2 separate regions of the Ovis aries genome follow, and region 2 is linked to region 1. Evidence: chromatin contacts called from public Hi-C data. All regions are on one chromosome and are shown on one strand. Each heading gives the region's core, a stretch centred on a gene start, on an enhancer-like site or on the middle of the called end of the contact. The rest is flanking DNA. Distances are from core to core; before and after follow the strand shown.

What was found. Hi-C and Micro-C count contacts between places; a contact is called where the count stands out from the background.
Region 2: a contact with region 1 is called in a Hi-C map of liver, with 4 times the contacts expected there. The contact joins two enhancer-like sites. A contact is called at or near these places in 3 of 16 Hi-C or Micro-C datasets (liver and mixed tissues).

Annotation. Positions count from the first base shown.
Region 1 is chr18:26,732,357-26,737,503 of ARS-UI_Ramb_v3.0, reverse strand. No RefSeq gene overlaps it. Among named protein-coding and RNA genes, the nearest start is that of PCSK6, 48 kb to the left of the region's middle. Within about 2 kb of position 1,528, at least 27 of the 54 cell types and tissues checked have an H3K27ac peak or open chromatin away from gene starts, as enhancers often do. A contact at or near this core is called in liver, where this site is marked.
Region 2 is chr18:26,834,744-26,840,127 of ARS-UI_Ramb_v3.0, reverse strand. All of the region lies in intron 2 of PCSK6 (proprotein convertase subtilisin/kexin type 6), which reads right to left. Among named protein-coding and RNA genes, the nearest start is that of PCSK6, 54 kb to the right of the region's middle. Within about 2 kb of position 1,992, at least 19 of the 54 cell types and tissues checked have an H3K27ac peak or open chromatin away from gene starts, as enhancers often do. A contact at or near this core is called in liver, where this site is marked.

The DNA of each region.
Region 1 (5,147 bases), core at 279-2,778:
ACTAAGAGACAGGCATTCTATTTTCTCCATTTAGGAAGGAGGGGCGTGAGAAGCAGAGATGCCTGCATGGTTGGGGCCCATGACTCCCACACAGGCTCATGTGCTGCTGGCTGCGCCTACAACAGGCTCTGCCCACGGGAAGCAGCTGTAGGACAGGTGATGCCATACACCTGGGCCACAGCAGTATTGCAGTTTTGCAACTGTGACCCCATTCTCCCTGGTTAAAAAAGTAATTTTTAAAATTATATCTATTTTTAAAAGATAATTTCTTTTGAAAATTAAAGTGAATTGAAGTTCATTTTACTCTGAGAGCTTAATAGTAGCTCTTGAGATAAAATGGATTTCAATTGGTTTAACTTTGAGAAGATTTTAGTAGCTGGTAGGATGCACACAACTGTCACAAGATCTCACAAAACTAGGTGAGAAATGTCCAGCCCACGTTGGAGAAGGATGCTGATTTGTTATCCACGGAGAGTTCCATCGGCTCCCGCGGGGATAGAAGACCCCAGCTAGGGGCCAGAATTTCCCACGTTTTCTATGGAGACCTTCAGTGGTTTCATCCCCAACCTTCAGCCAAGGAAGGAGGAAGCTAGAGAAGCTCATTGCCTTGTGGTTCCCCCATAGTGCCTGTTTGGAGCCAGATCCACAGCTGAATCCAAGTGAATCTGTGGTTTCGGGGAGGACGTTCCAAAGGCGTGTGGTTATGACTAGAGGCCATGCGGACACAGAAACTACAGCATAGCCCGAGCTCCCAGGAGCCCTGAGCTCTGTGCCCCTTTCTGCCGGCAGCGATGCTGTGGCTGCTCTCTGAGCTCCTAATCCTTTTTCCTGATCTTCGCAGTGAGCCTTCAGTAGAGGAGTCACAGGTCTCAGATGAACCCCGACGCGGATGAAGAGCAAACAAGAGTACGGCTTAGAGGTCACAGGGCACTAGGACGGAGATGCCCGGCCCCCGAGAGGACGGATCGCAGGAGCGCGCACCTGAGCACCTGTGCGCGCATGAACAGACGCACACAAGAATGCGCGCACGCACACACGCACACATGGGCGTGCAAACATGCACAGACACGCACATGTGAGAGGGAGGCGGGGCGCATCCTGGCCATTCACATCTGACCCAGGGCCTGAGTGATGTCCAGAGGGGACAGACAGCAGAGGAGAGAGAACAGGAGCGCTGGCACTTCCCGATGCTCCATAAACCCGGAGGCAAGTGCGGTGACAGAGCAATTTGAGCCAAAGTCACTCAGGGACCGAAAGGCAATTACTTAAATATTTAAAGCAGACGCCCAGCGAGGGGCTGTGGAGGCAGCTTTGTTAATATTTAACACGATCTGGGCAGTCACTGGGAGAACAGCTGTTTACTGAGAAGAACAAACAGCTCCGATTGCTCAAAGCTGGGGAGGCTTTAGGGGATTAGCAGCTGCCAGGGTTTCCAACTCCAGCAGCCCTCGACCAGGCCCGGGCCGGGCGGAGAGGCCTGCAGCTGTCCCCGGGGGCAGTGAGAACCATAAACACGCGTCACGGGCTTAGCGGCCCGGCTCCAGAATCGCGCTCTGCAGGAAACCCAGCCCTGCAGCTGGGCCTGGGAGGCGGCTCCTGGCTGGCTGGCAGCCCCTCGCGTGGGCAGCTGCGCCCCGCAGCCCTGGCTGGGTTGTCCTCCTGGACTCCTGCACTGTCCCAGGGGGTGTCCTTGCAGACTGGGCGCACAGCCGGGGGCAGGTGCTCTCAAATGGAGAACCTCTAACTTGTGAAAAGAATCCCAGGCTTGCTTGAAAGCCCTCCAGCTCACACTTGGGCCTTTCGGGACACCAAGCAGGACGGCTTCCTGGAGATGACAAGCCAGCCCGTTTTCTGGAGTGTGCTCTCCGTTGCTCCCACCTTGCAGTTGCCTGGTCTCCACCACAGTGGTTATCTTGCCCGAGTCTGGATCAATCAGGGCAGGAGTGACAGATCATGCACTCACCTCAAGCCTTATACCCACCCTCCCCCACCCCCACCCCTATTTTCCATCATCCCTAAGGCTCTCCCACAGAGGCCTCCTGGTGCCCCGCTTCCTCCCGCCTGACTGCGGCTCTTGGGGTCACCTGCACGTGAAATTCCAGCTCAGGACCAAGGGCTGCTGCCAAACTCCCCATTTCATCATCCAGGGCATCGACTGTGGAGTTGCCCAACCGTAGGCCCACAGACCAAGACACCTCCCGGCCAGTCACTGCCCACCCTGCCCAAACCACAGCTGACCTTGACCTCCGGACAACTCTGAGGCTGTTTGCACACCTGGCCATTTATTGTGAAGGATGAAGCGCTAAGCAGTGTCCCATTGTAACAGGTCTGTAGGCAGACTGGGGCCTGCACATCAGTCCTTGGGGAAGTCACTTTTCATTTGTTAGAGCCAATGTTTGCGTGAAGACTTAGTCCCAGGTTTCACAGAATGAATATAGTTTTATACCCTGAGAAAAAGACACGAGGCTCTGTAAGGTATTGGAAGAAGGTTTTCTCTGTGCACAGCACAGTTCTGACAGCCGGAAACCAGGAAGAAACATGGAAAGAATCTGAACAGCATGACACTGGTCAGTAGTCATTTATCTTCAGCAAAGAGGGGTCACAGGGTTGAGAAACATACAGGGTCACTAAGATGGTGCTGGGCATTTTTATTTTAGGCTGTCCAGCATCAGAATGGCCTTCTCACGTCGGGGGAATCAGCTCTTTTGGTGGGAGGCCAACCCCTGCTTCCTTCTACAAAAACCCAAAGGTCCAGAAGGAGCTCTTCCTGAGCCCTGGAGGGGGCACTGGCCTGGGCAGGGACCCCAGCAGGCCTGGGCACAAATAGCAGAGGCCTGGATACAACCTGGGCAGGCCCTGGGCTGAGGCTACGGCCCCCAGCGCCTCTGGGGTTCTGATCATTTCCTCCAGGTGATCCTCCAGCCACTGGGTCTCCCTTTAAAAATGCCTCTCCTTTCAGTCACCCCATCATTCATTCACTGTCACCCAACAGAAACGCACTGAACACCTACTGCAGGCACGAGCCGGCTGCGAGTCCCCCACCAGCAGGCAGGAGTGTGTACTGACCATGGGTGTGGGGGAAGGGGTGGCCCCAGGTGGCCGGCAAGGCAAGGACAGGCTTCGAGAGCCTCGGAGCAGAGAAGGGAACCGTGGACAGCACTAAAGTGCTGGTGGGGCTGGGGGTTGGAAGGGCTACTGGCTCTGTGGGCACAAGGAAGCCCCTGCCTTTGGCAAAGCTGCTCCTGGGGAAATCCAGTCTCCCCAGCCAGTCGCCCTCTCCCTCCCTGGTAAGAACGTGGGTGTCCTCTCTGGACAGGGCAGAGGTCAGTGTCTGCCCCGCATTGCAGCCCTTTGGCTTATTTGTCTGTTTATTCCTTTTTATGTCCTCACCCTCCTAGCAAGCTGAATGTGAGTCCTTTTATTGGTATGTGTCCGTGTATACAACACACAGCGCTGTTTTTTATTATCTTCATTAAATTTTTTTTAGATTTTACTTTTTTATTGTGGTAAAATATACCTAACATAAAATTTACTGTTTCAACTACTTAAAAAAAAATTTATTTGGCTGTGCCGGGTCTGAGTTGTGGCAAGCAGGATCTTTAATTGTGGCCTGTGGGATCTAACTCCCTGACCAGGGATTGAACCCATGCCCCCTACATTGGAAGCATGGAGTCTGAGCCACTGGACTACCAGGAAAGCCCCACCATTTTAACTCCTTTTAACTGTACAGTTCAGAGGTGTCAAGTACATTCACTTAACTGGTTGCATGTGCAGCCATCACCACCATCCGTCCACAGAACTCTATCTTCCCCAAATGACACTCTGCACCCATTAACGCTCACTCCCCATTCTCTCCCTCTCCAGCTCCCAGCACCCACCACCTACTTTCTGTCCTTAGGACTTTGACTGCTATAGGGGCCTCACCTAGGGCTTCCCTGGTGGCTCAGATGGTAAAGAATCCACCTGCAGTGTAGGATCTGTGGGTCAGGAAGATCCCCTGGAGAAGTAAATGGCAACTCCAACATTCTTGCCTGGAAAATCCCATGGACAGAGGAGCCTAAAGGGCTATAGAGTCGAAAGTGCTATGGCGTCGAAAGAGTCGGACATGACTATACAACCACCAGGGACCTCACCTGAGTGGAACTGCACAGTCGTTGCTCTTTTGTGACCGGCTTATTTCACTGAGCACAGTGTATTAAGTTCAGGCACATCACAGCAGGTGCCAGTTTCCCTCATTTTTAGGGCTGAGCAGTAGTGCAGTGAGTGCTTCCCAGGGGGATCAGCGGGAAAGAATCCGCCTGCAATGCAGGAGACATAGGAGATGCAGGTTTGATCCCTGGGTTGGGGAGATCCCCTGGAGAAGGAAATGGCAACCCACTCCAGTATTCTTGCCTGGAGAATCTCATAGACAGAGGAGCCTGGAAAGCTACAGTCCATAGGGTCGCAGATTCAGACACGACTAAGTGACTTAGCACACAGTAGCACGGTGTTTTGAAACCACGGCTTGGTCATCCACTCATCTGTTGACACACAGCACCGTATTGTAAATTTACATGATTAATATGACTCTGTTGGCCTTGTTTGTTTCTTATTTCCACTCAGCACCATGACCATGATTCATTCCTGTTCTGTGTGCACATCCAGGCCTTGGCTTCTACCAGGGGCTGAGAGTCCCAGGCTCCCCTGCCCCCAGGCGAACCCCTCCCTTCAGCACACAGCCCTGCCAAAACCATCCATGTGCAGGTCCCACCTATCATTACCCTTCTTTCCACAGTTGTAGTTTCCACCCTTTGGTTCTTTTTATGACTCCCTGTTTCTGTTTTTTATTATTAATACCCTCCTTTGCCTGAGAATATTTATTATACTTATTTTAAATTCTGGATCTGCCTGAAAATGCTGCTCCCTGGGGTGACTGTGGTCCAAGGTGTAGTCTCTATGTGAGCTGCTGTACCTGTGGGCTCCTGCCTCCCCAGGGTGTTGTCACCCTGTCTGGGGACAGATAATGGGGGACAAGGTGAAGCCCAGGTTGGATCTGAGTGTTGGCGTCCCTCCCGGAGGGGCTTCAAGAGACAGACAAGCCCTAAGACCACAGAATTCCTGCCCACCTCCCTTCTTTGCTGTTGCTCCACCAGAATTTTCATTAAACT
Region 2 (5,384 bases), core at 743-3,242, 100 kb before region 1:
GAGACAAGACGGGACTCAGGAGGTCAGGGTCCTTGATTATCTGAGTTCTCACTTTCCTGAAAGGAAAGGGGAAGCTCCTCCCACCTGCCCTGTGCCCCTAAGGATCACAAAAGGGACGGGGGGCCGGAGTGCTGACTCCAGGATCACCAGCCAGACAGGGCTGCCCGGCCGGCCCTCGTCAGTGCCGTCTGGTCAGTTAAAGCCCTCTTTAGGGCTTCTGTCACAATGTAACCAAGGCCACAAGGTACTTCTGAAGTTGGGCATTCGGCAGTCAAATGACAGGGATGCAATCCGGATCACTGGGCAGCGGGGGACGCTGCCAGACCCGAGCGTCCTGGTGGGCGTTTCTCCCTCAGAGCCACAGGCTCGGGGACCCAGAGACACCTTTCTCGAACATCCCTGGGTGATGCACGATGGGCAGGGAGGGGCTGGATTCCTCACTCCCCATGCTGGGCCGGTCTGGGCACCAGAACTCACATCCAGGGCTGACTGCAGGCCAGCCTCAGCTGGCATAAGCTCGTCAAGAAATTTCCACCCTTGCCTCAGGATCAGTATCACAACCTCTGTGCAGCATGAAGGAGGTTTCCTTTTTTCCCTCATTGCCACCACAACAAGGGAACATAAATTAGACAAAAATAGGAAAATATGTAAAGTTACACTTGTTAAAAAAAAAAGTCATTACATAAAAAGAAGTCTATGAGAAAACAGTAACAGATACAACTTGCTATGTGAACCTACCCTGTGAAAACTGACATCTGCTTCAGTAAACACTGAGGGTCTATCTGCTATTCACCAGGTGGCCTGCCGGACTTGGGAGTGAAAGCAAGTGAGGGTGGCCAGGCCCTGAGAACGTGACTCACCCTCCCCAACCCCCAACCACCCAGGCACAAGATGGGCTACTTGCATCTGAACCCAGTCCCTCTCTCCCCACATCTCTCTGCAGCTCCTGGGCCTGGAATCCCAGGCCTCCTGGGAACGACCTGCAGTTCCCACCAGCCCTGTGCTAGTCCTGGTCACTAACAGATTCCCAGCAAACGAAGCCCTCTTCACTCCCACCAAACTCCGCTGAGCTTGGGTCCTTGGTTTCTGGGGTGGCTGGAAACAGATTTACAGGAACAAGAGCAGGACCGAGGGCTGAGGGCCTGTCTGCTGCTCTGGATGGGCTCGCAGTGCTGGGAACCCCAGGGAGGAGGATGCCGGTGGGTTCCCAAGCCTGGTAAGACAGTGCGTGCCCTGCAGCAGTGGGCAGCTCCAAACATGGCCGGATGAGCTCTGGCCATGTGGCTTTCATGCAGGGACAATATCTAAACAGCCTGGACCCCTCCACTCCAGGAGTCCCAGGGACCTCACAGACCCAGAGCATGGACCTCCCACCACTTAGAGCAGCACCCTGAGCCAGCTCCCAGTGGGAGGGCGCATGGGCTGAGACTGGAGAGACACCAGGGGAGGCAGGGTGTGCACAGGCTGCTGGAGGAAGTGTAGATGTCATCCGGTGAGGATCACAATGCCCAGCCTGGCCGCAGGGAGGCCAGACCAGGGGGCCTGAGCAGGACCACAATAAGGGCTGGGCAAGGATGCCCACAGCTGGCCAGTGAAAGGGGCTGTGCGGCATCCAGGCAATAGAGGAAGGGCTGGAGCAGGGGTGCAGGTGGGGACTCAGGACAAGGCAGGACGGGGCTGCCCAGGCAGAGGAACGAGAGTGGGGGAGGCGCGGCTTCTCTCCGAGACAGAGCTGTGGTTGGGATGTTACTCGGCTTTGGGACACAGTGACTGTAGGACTCTTGGAGGCATGTAAGTGGGATTGTGGGACTTCTTGAGGCATATAAGTGGAAGTGTGAGCCTCCTGGTGAAATCATAAAGCACCACCTTTTAAAGCCTATTTGAAAATTCTGTTTGCCAGTTCATAGCAGCCAGTCCACTAGACCCAGCGGGGTTGTGCTGAAATGTACAGACAGCTGAAGGCCTCCCCGCCCCACATGGGTGGGCCCATCGGGCTGTGTGTGGCAGTCTACCCCACTCCCCAGCCCAACCCATCCCCTCCACCCCCAGCCCATCCCACAGTTCATCAACCCCCAGATCAATGCAGTCACTTCCTGTCCACGTGCTGGTATTTGCCAGGAACTTTGTTTGTTTGCACACCCAGTGGCTCTAGCACACAAAGCACAGATAAAAGTCCCTCTGTGGTTAATGGAAAGATCAGCTTCACTGTTGCATCACTGCTGGAGGAGAAGCTGAAGCTGATGAAGCTCTGGGGCAAAGTCCTGTCCCACAAACAGCATGCCCACCCTGGTCCTGGAAATCACTTCCCAGCTCCCAGGCGCTGAAGGACTGGAGCAGAGAATCAACTCGAAGCCTCCCACCACTCCATGGGAAGCCACCGAGGGCCCCTGACAACATCTTTATCCTTCCATTTCCGTCATTGATCTGGCTGAGCAGACAGTGGGAGGGCTGAGCCAGAGTCACCACTCTAAAATGTAAGGCTTGGAAGACGCAACATCCAACTATCAGCCAGCTTGGAACATAGTCAGAACAAGTAATTTTTAAAACATTTGGGAGCCCTTACAGCTATTGGCTGGTGCTTCTGTAACATCCACCCTGCTCCAGACTCTTGGCGAAAGAACAAGTTAAAAACAAATGCTTTCAGTTGGCTTAAATGACAGCCTTTTGGAGAAACCCAGCGACTGATACCGCACCCGGAGAGCAGGCTGGCTATTCTCCCAAGAAGAGAGAGGGCTGGCCCACCAAGCTCTTCCAGCAAAATGGCCCTTTTCAAAGGCGGTTTAAAACATCAAGCAAAGGTGATTAGGGACAACTGTACAACGCTGGTACAGGGTCAGAGCAGAGATGCCTAAAGTATGTGCATGCATGTGACTGAAGTCTTCAATCTTCCCTCCCGCTGGTGTTCTGTTCGGTTCTGTTTAACAAATGTACACTCTATCAGCTTTTAGGAGAAGTAGGGGTGGGCTTTAAATTCCATCACTTATCAAAGCAATTGTATACAATAGGGACTGGAGCTAATTAAAGTAAAATACCATCTGCATTTGACTGAACTTTATCCTAAGCCCTATAACATTCATTTCCAGTTTGGTCATTCAAACAGGATGACAACTGCATTCCAATGACTCTGGATAGTATTAAATCATCTCTTCCCTTTTTTAATATTAATTACACAACTCTCTGATCGTGAAGGTGTCACAAAACACTTTGCTAATGTGGGAAAGTGTCCTAGTGCATTGCAGGAAAAGAACACTAAACATCTCCGTAAAATGGCTAATTTTACCTGATATTTGATTACAGTGACTTGGTAGAGTAAATATTAGTCAGACTGACAGCTAACTGATTTGGTTTGCATTAAAACTAGACTGATTTAAATGGAGGCGTTTCAGTTGCGATTCTGAATTTGTCATTGGTTCTGTTGTCTATATGCTCTCCCTGGGGCTAAATGTTTAATAAGAACTGTGGGAAACAACTGCAATCACGTGGGCCTTGCAGGCACTGGAATGTGTGGCTGTTTACCTTTTCTCTCCTTCTTCTCTGTTGGCAGGATGCTCCCACAGCAGCTCTGCCAGGAGCTGATTAAGAAACTCTGCATAAAAGGGATTTTTAATTTGAAAAAAGTTAACTGGCACTGCCTGTGAGAGTTCCTTCCCTCTTCGGGGCCACAACTGATGACCAGGAGCCCCTGCCCGCAGACCCAGAGTGAACACAGTGCCTAGAACCCACCCACACGGCACAAGCGCAACACCACAGATGCCAAAGAGGAGCCAGCTGGGGCCCGCCTCAAGTCCTGCCCAGCTGTCTCCTGCAGCCTCACAGCCAGGCCCCCATGTCTGGCCCTGCTGGGGCCATGGGCCAGAGGCCCACCAGGTGGGCATCTCCACGTTCCTGGACACAGGGTCACACTCAGTAGTTCTGAAAGGAAGGTTGGAGCAGTTGAGTTGAATACCTTTAAAAGGTTTACAATTTAGACACTAGAAAAGAGTGAATCCCCCTACCCACCCACCCCAACCCCAAAACACAGGTTACGTCTCCTATTTCACCTCTGCCATAGTTTTAATAATTGAGAAGCCACTTAGTTCTCCAAAATTCCTCGGAAATGAGACACGCAGGGGCCTGAGGCCCTTCACTGCGGTGCTTGTACCTGCACAAACCTCTCCTCCAGCAACAAGATACAGAGAAAGTGTACGGGACTAAAAATAACTGCATGCATGCACGGTTGGGGGAAATTCCCAACAAGATAAGAGCCTGGAACAGAAGCAGGGGACTGCACATGCCCCTTGCACTCCACACCACCAAAGGGGCGGGCGGACCACCTAAGCCACCCCTTTAGCCTGACCCTGAACACACCCTGACCCTCACCCCATATAAGGAACCAGCTCCCCCCACCCCACCCACATCGGGAAGCAAGCAAGCAGGGAAGCCGATTGTTTGTTCCTGCTCTCTCTGCTGCAGCGGGGGCCCCAACAAAGTCTCGCCTGAATCTCTTGTCTGGCCTCTGATCCATTTCTATTGCTGGTGGGGAGGCCAAGCAACCTGCTGGGTAAGAGAAAGGGAATCAAGAAACCTCCCATCCAGGGACAGCCCTGCAAGAATCTGCCTTGCAATGCCAGAGACAAGGTTTCCATCCCATGTTGGGGAACTAAGATTCCACATGCTCCAGAGCCTGAGCGCTGTAACTGGAGAGCCCAGACGCTGCAACTACTGAGCCCACTCAGCACAACTAGAGAGTCTGTGTGCTGCAACTAACACCAGATGCAGCCAGGTAAGCAAATTAATTAAAACAAATAAAAGACACGTAGCCAAATAAATAAATGACAAAGAATCCCACCATCCCATCCTGTTCTCATGCACATCTCTATTGGGGGGCTGTCCCCCATGCAAATAGCATGCCCTTCACTGTGACTCTCCCTGTGGGAACAGTAACTCCAAACAAGCATGCCATTCTCACAAGACAGACCTCTGCGTGCTTAAGAAAAACTGTGGAGGGTACGGCAGCAACTCCCTTCTGAGCTTAGACAGGTGAGGAGCCCCTGCGAACCTCAGCATTGCCCCCACCACCAGCTGCAAGGACCCCCACGTGTCTCTATGTTGGCCATGCACTCTGCACTCAGCCCTACGGTGACATGGGCATGGGGTCTGCTCACTCTTCTCCAATGGCCCGTCCCATGCGACTTAGCCGTTACCACCTGGCTTCGCTTCTGAGAGGAAAAAAAATGCACCAGCGCCTGTGAAAAGTGTCCTTCCAACTCCGTGGTGTGAACACACACAGGTATAACCACAGCCCCACACAGCCAGGTGGGAGGAGGCACATAAGTGCCCTTCATAAACACAAACTTCCTCTTAGCTGTGAGGGAAGAATGGGATTAGCATAGTGTTTGATTCTA